Linked DNA regions of Mus musculus: region 1 is linked to region 2. The links are chromatin contacts, called in public HiChIP or PLAC-seq maps. All regions are on one chromosome and are shown on one strand. The core of a region is the stretch at or near the end of the contact, and the rest is flanking DNA. Distances in the headings are between cores, read along the strand shown.

What was found. HiChIP or PLAC-seq counts read pairs in DNA pulled down with a chosen protein or histone mark.
Region 1: a contact with region 2 is called in an HNF4G HiChIP or PLAC-seq map of pancreatic cancer cells. The contact joins two enhancer-like sites. A contact is called at or near these places in 5 of 484 Hi-C or Micro-C datasets (adipose-derived mesenchymal stem cells, granulosa cells, liver and 2 more), 1 of 115 datasets of contacts at active chromatin or transcription factors (pancreatic cancer cells) and 2 of 9 other capture datasets (adipose tissue and liver).

Annotation. Positions count from the first base shown.
Region 1 is chr14:73,366,658-73,371,287 of GRCm38.p6, reverse strand. It overlaps Itm2b (integral membrane protein 2B), which reads left to right. Exons shown (of 6, transcript NM_008410.3): 2 at 2,861-2,989. Among named protein-coding and RNA genes, the nearest start is that of Itm2b, 16 kb to the left of the region's middle. Within about 2 kb of position 2,152, at least 62 of the 459 cell types and tissues checked have an H3K27ac peak or open chromatin away from gene starts, as enhancers often do. A contact at or near this core is called in adipose tissue, liver and pancreatic cancer cells, where this site is marked.
Region 2 is chr14:73,250,289-73,254,985 of GRCm38.p6, reverse strand. All of the region lies in intron 17 of Rb1 (RB transcriptional corepressor 1), which reads left to right. Among named protein-coding and RNA genes, the nearest start is that of Lpar6, 15 kb to the right of the region's middle. Within about 2 kb of position 1,340, at least 121 of the 459 cell types and tissues checked have an H3K27ac peak or open chromatin away from gene starts, as enhancers often do. A contact at or near this core is called in adipose tissue, liver and pancreatic cancer cells, where this site is marked.

The DNA.
Region 1 (4,630 bases), core at 903-3,402, 120 kb before region 2:
TGATCCTTGCTCTGTGACTCGGCAACGGGGCCGTCGTGTCTGTCATACCTGTGCTAGGTCATAAACTGCTGACGGTTAGAAGCAAGGTTTGTTCACACTTGACTTTGCTACAGGACCTTGCCCAGCGTGTTCCACGACACTGGCCTTAACAGTGCGGGCTTAAGTGCAGTTCCTGCCTCTGCCAGGTTGCCAGCTCGTTACAGATCCTACGTGACTGTGTCGTCCCCCTCCTTCATCTTTCTGGCTGCCTATACAACTTCTGGGAATCACGAAAACTTAAACAGCCAAGCTCTTTCTTCGTTCGGCCGTCAAGTATCTGCATGTTAACTAAGCACCAAGAGTGGTTTAGGGTTTCTAGGAATGCAGAATAAACACGCATAAACAGGAACCGTCTAGCCTAGGAGCAAGAGATAAGATCGCTACATGAATTTCTAATGCGAGAAAGCAAGTGACTAATAGCAATATAGAGGAAAGAGAGCAGACTTTGAAGACGTCAGCTCTTAGGAGGCTCCCAGTGGTTTGTCGACTCAAGGTCTGTAATTTAGATACTGAAATAGACTCTTGTTTATTCCTTTATTCTCGAGCCATGTTTCAGGTGCGGAGTCACTGGCTGCCCTTTGAATAAGTGTTCCAAAGCGAAGTTCTTTAACAAATTAGTCTCTGTTGTCCTGGAAAATGACTTTTTAAAATAACTTACAAATTCAACTTCATACCAAGGCCCTTTGTGGCCTGCTCCAGTTCTCTCTCCCTAGGATCCCTCCCACCATACCAAACCCTTAGCTGCACTGTGTCTCCCTGGCAGTGTGGTATATTCTGCCTTCATGATGTTATTCGTTCTTTACCTTTTGCATCGTTTCCTGGAACCCTGTCTTCTGCCTGGCAGTATGTGTTTGCCCCGTGTCCTTCCATGCCGTGTTCTCTCCCTGGGAAGTCTCTCCCTTAATCCATCCCGTCTCACTCTGCATTTTTCCTGTCAGAGCCCACGTTCATGTTGTTCTGTGCTTCATTAGATAAGAAAGGGGTTTTATATGAAAGATAAGGCCGGCCTAGAGCTTCCTGTGTAGTCTAGGCTAACCTCCAACTCACAGCAGTCACTAGCCGAAGTCTCCCACTTCACCCCCAAGTGCTATGATTCTATATACGCACAATCTGCTTGGCCCTTTTTGTATATTTATTATCCGCAGTGATCCAGCCTATCTTTGCCTTGGCAAAGTCTGTATTCCTGGTGCCCAGGGCAACTGTTTAAACACATTAGATGTGTAATTTATTCTCAAACTCACTGTTTGTTACATAGTTACAATGATAAATCAAAAATCAAAAAGTCTGAGAACTCACTGTCCATGTAACCGTGAGGCTGCATATTCTTTCTCTGTGTCCACCCATGGTCCACAGCCGCTGATTTATGGACTCACAGGAGGGAGCCTGGCAGGTAGGGCTGCGTGATGCACACTTGGCTGTCTGAACAGCTGGTAACAAATGCTGAGAGCAACTGTTTGCATCTGTCATTCCATCCCCCACCCTTGTCCCCACTCTGAGAGTAGTTATGCTAGGACACTTTCCCTCTCCTGTGATGTGTTTGTCAGGCAAGCTCAAGCAGGCCCGTGTGTTTGGGTCTATAAAATCTTACCACACTTGAGATTCTTAGAACTTCTCACTAGTAGGACTTCTGATGAACTCTTCCCCATTCGCTCCCATTCCAGGCTTTAGTAGATACATTGATCTAAACATCCACACACCATCCCTGATGAGAGCTGCCTCACATGTAGTCCTTGCCAAATCACGTGGCCTGAACTTACATCGAATATTATTTATTCTGCATGGCTGTGTGTTTAAAATTAAAGCTTCCAACCCCGAGAATGTAATGGCCTGTGCCAGTAATCATAGCAGGTGGGAGGCAGAGGCAGGAAGATTGCTACAAGTTTGGGGTCAGCCTGAGCTACATGGTGTGAGAACCTCGCTCTAAAAATCAGTGGGGTGCGTCTATCTAACATTGTTCGTGTTGGTACAGGACTTGGAATTGGACGTTGCCCATCAGTACTCAGACACGGTCTCTCATGGTAGAAATGAAGTGTAGAATGTAGTTGGCGTTCCCAAGTGACTCATCCCTAAGCCGTAGCTGCTCCCTGGGCTGTGCCCTGTGTCACCGTGCTTTCCTCCTCATTCACCAGTCGTTCTGTCTCACTGGCTCACGCCCTGTAATGTCCACAGTCCGTACTGGGTACTGGGTTTCAGTTTTAGTTCTTAAAAAGAAAATGAAAGGAAGCCATTATCAAACCGAGATTCCGGTAGGGTGGAATTACAGAATTAATTATACAGGCATACCTTTGACCTGATTTTTAGATTCTGTTTGTCCAAAGAACTTTAGTGTCCTATCTTTTGTTAGTGTTGTGTTAGTTTTCCCCATAGATTGTTAAGGAATGGTTTTATATCTGGAATGAAATAGATAAACTACCTGTAAAGGCTAACCGTTTTATAAGTGATCCAATTAGGAAATCCCCTGGATGTGTGAAGCAGCCTCACAAACTGTGGGACCAAGGTCACGTTGTAACCTTTTCTGAATTTCAAATGTTAGAACATGGCGCCAAAAGTCGCGTACGGAAAATACAAATTGTGGTTTGTATCAGAGCTCCAGACACTGTTAGTCGACAGACTATTGAGAGAGAGAAGGCTGCCTAGAGGTCTCTGGGGACCAGTGTCCATGCCTGGCATGGAGGCGTGGGGGTGAGTCTTGGTGCCGCCGGTCCTCATTCCGTGGTTAGTTTTGATCAGAGCCTTCACACCTTTGATCTTTATCTTCATAGATAACCCCCGAGCCTTCTGTTACTCTGTGTCTGATGTGGCTGTTGTGTTTCCATTCCAGGACCCGGGTGACGTGGTTCCGGTTGGACAGAGGAGAGCGTGGTGTTGGTGCATGTGTTTCGGACTGGCCTTCATGCTTGCTGGCGTCATCCTCGGAGGGGCGTACCTGTACAAGTATTTTGCTCTTCAGGTAAGTAGGAAGATATATTTAAGATTTTCTAATACATCTATGTACTTACTTCTAGGGGAAGGGACATGACCAGAGGACGTTTGAGGAGCCGGTTGTCTCCTATCACCGTGTACGTCCTAGAGATTGGATTCCCATCATTAGGCTTAGGGGCTAGTACCTGCTACCCACTGAACAGTCTTGCCAATTCTGCAGACAATTTTTTGGGGGGAGCCTGAATTCTTTTTCCTCTTTCTGTGAATTAGAATACGGTCCCTGCCTTGCTCTAAGCATGTACTTTCTGTCTGTAGATGACCATGTTTGGGCATGGAGGGTTTCTCAAAATGCACTTTAATTTTCCCAGCACAGTTACTAGTAAAGAGATTCATCATGAATTGGCGCTTGTGTGAGTATGTCAGCTACAGTGTTGACAGGTCATCCCTGGACAGCCAAGTTGAGGCTACTACCTGACAGCCCTTGCTGTGTCTAAGAGTTGGGTGACTTGCAGAGCTGACGACGTCACTTTTGGTGAAAGCGACCTGTAGCTTAGTGTTTAGAGTGCTCTCAATGTGTTAAGACATTGATTGCACTTAATTATGACTTACGATGTCATCTCCCCAAACCCACTCCGATGACTACTTCAGATGTTCTAATGTTTCCAAGTAGGGAGAAAGGCTTCGAAGCCAGATTTCAAAACTAATTTTGAAGTCTTCCTCCAGAGTTTATATGAAGTCCATGCTCACTTTTAGTCTTAGTCAAGATAAAGGCATACTGACTTTTGAACATTTCTGAACTAATAGGGTAAAAGTGGGTTCTGTTATTTTAGAATAGACTTACGTAGACAAGTCTGACATCAACCTTTGATCCCGCCTTTGCCTCATGTGCTAAGTGTGTGCCACCACCACTCCTATGTGTATCTTTCTAAATGTAGTATTTTGTTTTATATGAAACCTAAGGTACAGAAAAAAATAATCTGGGGGCTGGAGATATAGCTCAGCAGTGAAGAGCACTGGCTGCTCTTCCAAAGGACTCAGGTCCAATTCCCAGCAGCCACACGGCAGCTCACAACTGTCTGTAATTCCATTTCTAGGGATCTGACACACAGTCGTATGTGCAGCCAGAACACTAATGTGCATGAAATAAAATAATAATAATTTACAGTTCCACTGCCGAAGAGAACATTTGGTATCAAAATGTTTTGTTACATGCCCTCAGTCTTTATGTACATATACTCTAAAAATATTTTATTACATACATTTATTGACCTATTTCTGTGAGTGGGCACACTCCCTCAGTACCACATAAACTGGGTGTAGTCGCTCTCACCTGCTAGAAGCAGAAGGATTGAAAGTTTAAGGTTATCCTTGGCTATAGCAAGGTACAGGGCAGCCCGGACTACTTGAAACCCTGTCTGGAAAGAAAGGAAAACACTGCTTCTGACTGTGTTCTGTGGGAATCTGCCTCCAGGTGGGAGCAGGGCTCCGCGTTTCTTCAGATTTTCCTAACACCAGAAAGCTTTCGTATTCTGTTCTTATCTACCACAGAGAATAAGGAGGGAATCCGCAGCCTTTCTCCTCCTGAAAAGCTTTTTTTTTTTTTTTTTAAAGACAACTTCAGAGCCTGATAAAGAATGTGCTAGCTCTGTAATTAAACTGTCTGACTTGT
Region 2 (4,697 bases), core at 91-2,590:
GCACCACCACTGCCTGGCAGTGATATTTTACTAGACGTTAAATATTGTGAATTTTGCCTTACTGGTTCCTGGATATTTTCATATTCTTAATAATATTCTTGAGTTGTGCTTTGGGACACATTTAAATTGTAAGTAGCTTAATTGTTTTGTACTCCCTCCCCTCCCTCCAGCTTTTTCTTTTTCTTTTTCTCTTCTTTTTTCTTTTTTTGTTTGTTTCTTTCTGATTCCAGAAACTTTTTCTAATTTCCCCCACTATCCAAGAGGTGATCTTGTAAGTACTTTACCTGCTGCTGCCTGTAGATGGATCATAAGCTCGTCTACTGTGGCAGGTAGGAAGCAGTTTGGACTCCAGCAGTGCCTCTGCTCCCCCAGGGCTTCTTCGTCTTTAGTCCTGGGGAGTTATCTCATGGGTGTGGACTGCTGTGCCCCAGCTGAAGTGGGTCTCCACAGACCTGCTCAGCTCTGTTGTGTGAATCCTGTCCCCTCAGTGCTGTTGACTTGTGTTTGTTGGGAGCCAGTGGGTTTCCATTCCCATCATTGTCTGTCGGTGTTTCGGCTAGGATACTTTCCCTGCAGTGGGCTGCAGCATGCTGTCTCATGGGACTCTCGTGGGCCTTTGTCCTGCTGCTCACCATTTGAGAACTGTTTTTTTGTTTTGTTTTGTTTTGTTTTGTTTTGTTTTGATTTATTTATTTATTTATTTATTTATTTATTTATTTATTTATTTCAGTTTTGTAGTTGTTTAAAACCACAAAATCTGGTTCTTGTTCTCCAGCAGGGCTGTCAGTTTCTAAGTGAAAGGCTTCATGATTGGTGAGATCCATATAACTATGATGTCGAAGTCCCTGAGGACTGTTTAGGACAGTGTTTCTGTGGGGGCTGTTCTGGAGTACAGCTGACTCTGTGGAGACACCGAAGTGCTAGTAGTTCATTATTTCCTCTTAATACTATCTAGAAAACCACAAGAAAGTTGTGTCTGTAAATACTGACAGACGTGGCTGACTCAGTCACCAAACACAAGGGAGTTTGCTTATGCAGCTAATTTGATTACTATGTTCTTATACATTAGTTTTGATCACTATACTCTTACATATAAAGGTTAAACATTTTTCTTGTCAGTTCTTTCCCCAGATATTACATGAAGCACAGTATTATACACCAGTACTATGGTAGTAAGTGACTCAGCCTGTTTGAGTCCTGATTTGGTAGCAAACTCACAAACAGATTTTTGAGATGTTTTGGTATCTTTTGAAAAGTCAGTGTTGACAGGAAGTGAACACAAAAGGGAGAAAAGCCTGTGGCTCTGTAAAAGCCAAGGAAGGAGCCAAAGAAAGAACCTGTATTGTCTGGTTCCGTGGTGAATCATTAACCTCTGGTGCACTGGGCACAAAGGTTGCGTGCCTGCCTGTGCTATTGGCTGTGAAACAATACGCTGGCTTTTTTTTTTTTTTTTTCTTTTTAAGTTACAGTTTACAAAGAATTGTGCCTTACAGGAAAACAATTGAATTGTGAGATAATGATTACTTGACTTAGTAACTTTTAAAACTGTGGGTTAGGACAATGACACAGCGCAGGCCATGTTGACAGTTACACAAGAACCAGGGGACTGGAATGTGATTTTTTTCTACCATGTGATTTTTTTTTCTTAAAATCAATTCTTTCTGAAAACATATCTTACCATGATCCATTTTCTCTTTAATATCACACCTCTATTTTCCACAATTCACTGTTATGGTCTTGGGTAACTTGGGAGACTTGACTTCACAGTCAAAGTGAAAAATATTTTATTTTGTTCAGAATACATTGTTGATACTGGCTGAAATAGGGCTCAGGGATATTCTAGGTTGTGTGTCTCTGACAAAAAGAATTACTTCATAGTTTCTAAATTATTTAAGAAAAGCCCTTTTTTTTTCCCAAGACAATACCGGGCCCTCATTTTCCTCTTCTTCTTTACTTCCTTTCTCCTTCTTTCTGCATATCAGCCATTTGGAAAGAACTGCAGTTGCCCAAGTGAAAGAAACAAAACATGAGAAATAGCCCCAAGCCTCCAAGGAACTTGTGATCTAGTAGAGAAGTGAATTACAGTGCTGTGCTGAGCTATGGCAAAAAAAAAAAGGAAAAAAGGAAGGAGGAAAGAGGGAGGGAAGGAAGGAAGATGACAGACCAGTAAGAGTCAAACTAGTGAGCACACATGGATGAGAGACTGCTTACAACAGATTTGGGAATGTGCAGCGATCGAGGATATGAAGGTGGCCCTAACAGTTACCTAAAACCCAGCATTCAAAAGCTGCAGCAGCAGTTTGTTTTCTGAGTTCTAGGCAGGCCTAGGTCACAGAAGGAGACCCTATATTCACAAACTAATGCACAAAGCAACCCCTCTGCAAATTACTCCTGATGAAGATGAAAAGCCAGCCATGAGTAAAAAGGAGGTATTTTATACAAGGGAAGACAGCAGACAATTTTCTGCAGTAGCTTTGTGTGCTAGTGGGGTGGGAGGGTTCTTGGAACAGTCTGTGCCTCCTTCTCTCACAAAGCCTGCTTTAGTACTTTTGCTCTCACGCTGACGATGCCATTGCAGACATGATTATGTTAGTGCACTGGAGGACTCATTCACTAAAGATTGCTACAGGCTTTTGTGTTTGCTTTTTTAGTTGTATTAGATTATATGTGTGAGTGTTTTGCTTATGTGTGTATATATATACCACTTGTGTGCCTCATGCCTGTAGAGATCAAAAGAAAACATCAAGTCCTCTGGAACTGGAGGTTCATAGGTGCTAGGAACTGAACTGGGTTTTCTACAAGAACATCCAGTGCTCTAACCATTGACCCATCTCTCCAGCCCCAAATGTTACACTTTTTAAACCAGTACTTGTCCTCTTTTCTCACAAGCGGGTACTTATTTCTCAGTGTTTTGGTATCTTACTGTTGCTTGAATTTTGGGAGTCAAAACCTATGCTCTGGAATCTTAAGAAAGCTACCTGTCTCCAATAAACAAGGAATAAGTAATAGTAAAATACAGAGAAAGATAAAATTACTCTCTGTGGTACGTTGGCAAGAGGAGCAAATGGAAGTCACATCCGTCTGTGGACTCCTGAAATGAGGTCTAAGAGGCATGTGTAACTTGGACGTCTTTTTCAAGGTGTGGTCCCACTCATCAACTTGCCTCTATTCTCTGCTTTCAGAACTATGTGAAAATATAGTTCCTCCTCTTACTGCCACCAAGGATTCAGCCTTTCCCTTCCTTTGGCATGGAATTCCTAAGAAAATTTTAATTTGAGATTCATTGTTTCATTAGTTTGATAGTCAGAGAAAGACCTGAGTGTCTGTCTTTAGAATATCTCTTTTGCCAAGACAGTTATATTACCAACCTATAAGAAGTCGCCTTTACAGCTAGGTATAGTGAATCATATCTAGGGAGACAGGGGCAGGAGGGTCTTTTTGAGTTTAAGGCCTCCCTGGTCTACATAGTGAATTCTAGGGCAGACAGCTATATAGTGAGACCTCCATCCCTTTAAAAAAAAAAAAAAAAGACAGAAAATGTAAAAAGAAGTTGCCTTTAGCTTGCTCTTCTGAATCACTAATTAAATCACTAATGTACATGTCCTTCATACTCTAAGGCTCGAAGCATAACTGTGTGATAGCATATTCTTCCATGGTAAGGGCTATTTTCTCAGTAGTGCATTTCACACTTTAATGTACACAGGAATCATCTAGAGATCTTTGAAAATGCACATTCTTCTCAGGGGTGTCTGGGTGGCACAGTCTTTTTAAAATACACTTTTTATTGAGGACTTTTTACAATGTATTTTTATCATATTTTACTTCTATTCCCAACATACTCTTGCTGTTCATTCTTAGATCATTCTGGTTTTTTGAGAGAGGGTTTCTCTTTGTAGCCCTGGCTGTCCCGGAATTCAATCTGTAGACCAGACTAGCCTCATACTCAGAGATCTGCTTGCCTCTGCCTCCCAAGTGCTGGGATTAAAGCTACTACCACAACTGCCAGGCTCACCTGCCCTCTCTCCCCCCTCCCTCCTCCCCCCTCCCTTCCTTTCTCTCTTCCCTTTCTCCCCCCTCTCTTTCTCTTTCTTTCTTTTTATAAATCTTTTAAAAACATACTTTTTATTAATTGAGACTTTTTTTAACAATGTATTTTTATCATATTTTACTTCCATTCCTACCCCACTTCTCCCAGATCTACTAGATCTACTCTCTACCTCTTTGCTCTTTCCAAAATTGTCTTCCTACTTATCCTGATCCCGTAAAATAACCTGTTGAGTCTATTTTATGCTGCCCGTATACTCCTGGGTATGGAACCATCCACTGGACCATGAACGGCTGGCCTATCAGAGGCTAAATCCCTGGAGATGGTAGACCCTCCTTTCCCAGGAGCCATCAACTGTCACCAGCTCCATAGGGACTCATGAGCCCTTTTTCACTCTAAAGTAGCAAGATACTTGATGATTGATTTTAGATGAACTTATATTCTTAAAGGGCTTTTAGGTAAAATTCTCTATTGGTTGTTTAAAGACAAAGAAAAATGTACTCATGACTCTAGTTTTCAAATGAAGAAAGAGACATTTAATATTAGTGAGAAGAATCAGATGTTTTTATTAATCACCTCAGTGTTCTATCTGTTGAGGTATGGGAATTGTCCCACAAACCACTCCGACACAGACCTCAGTCAAACAGGGCTG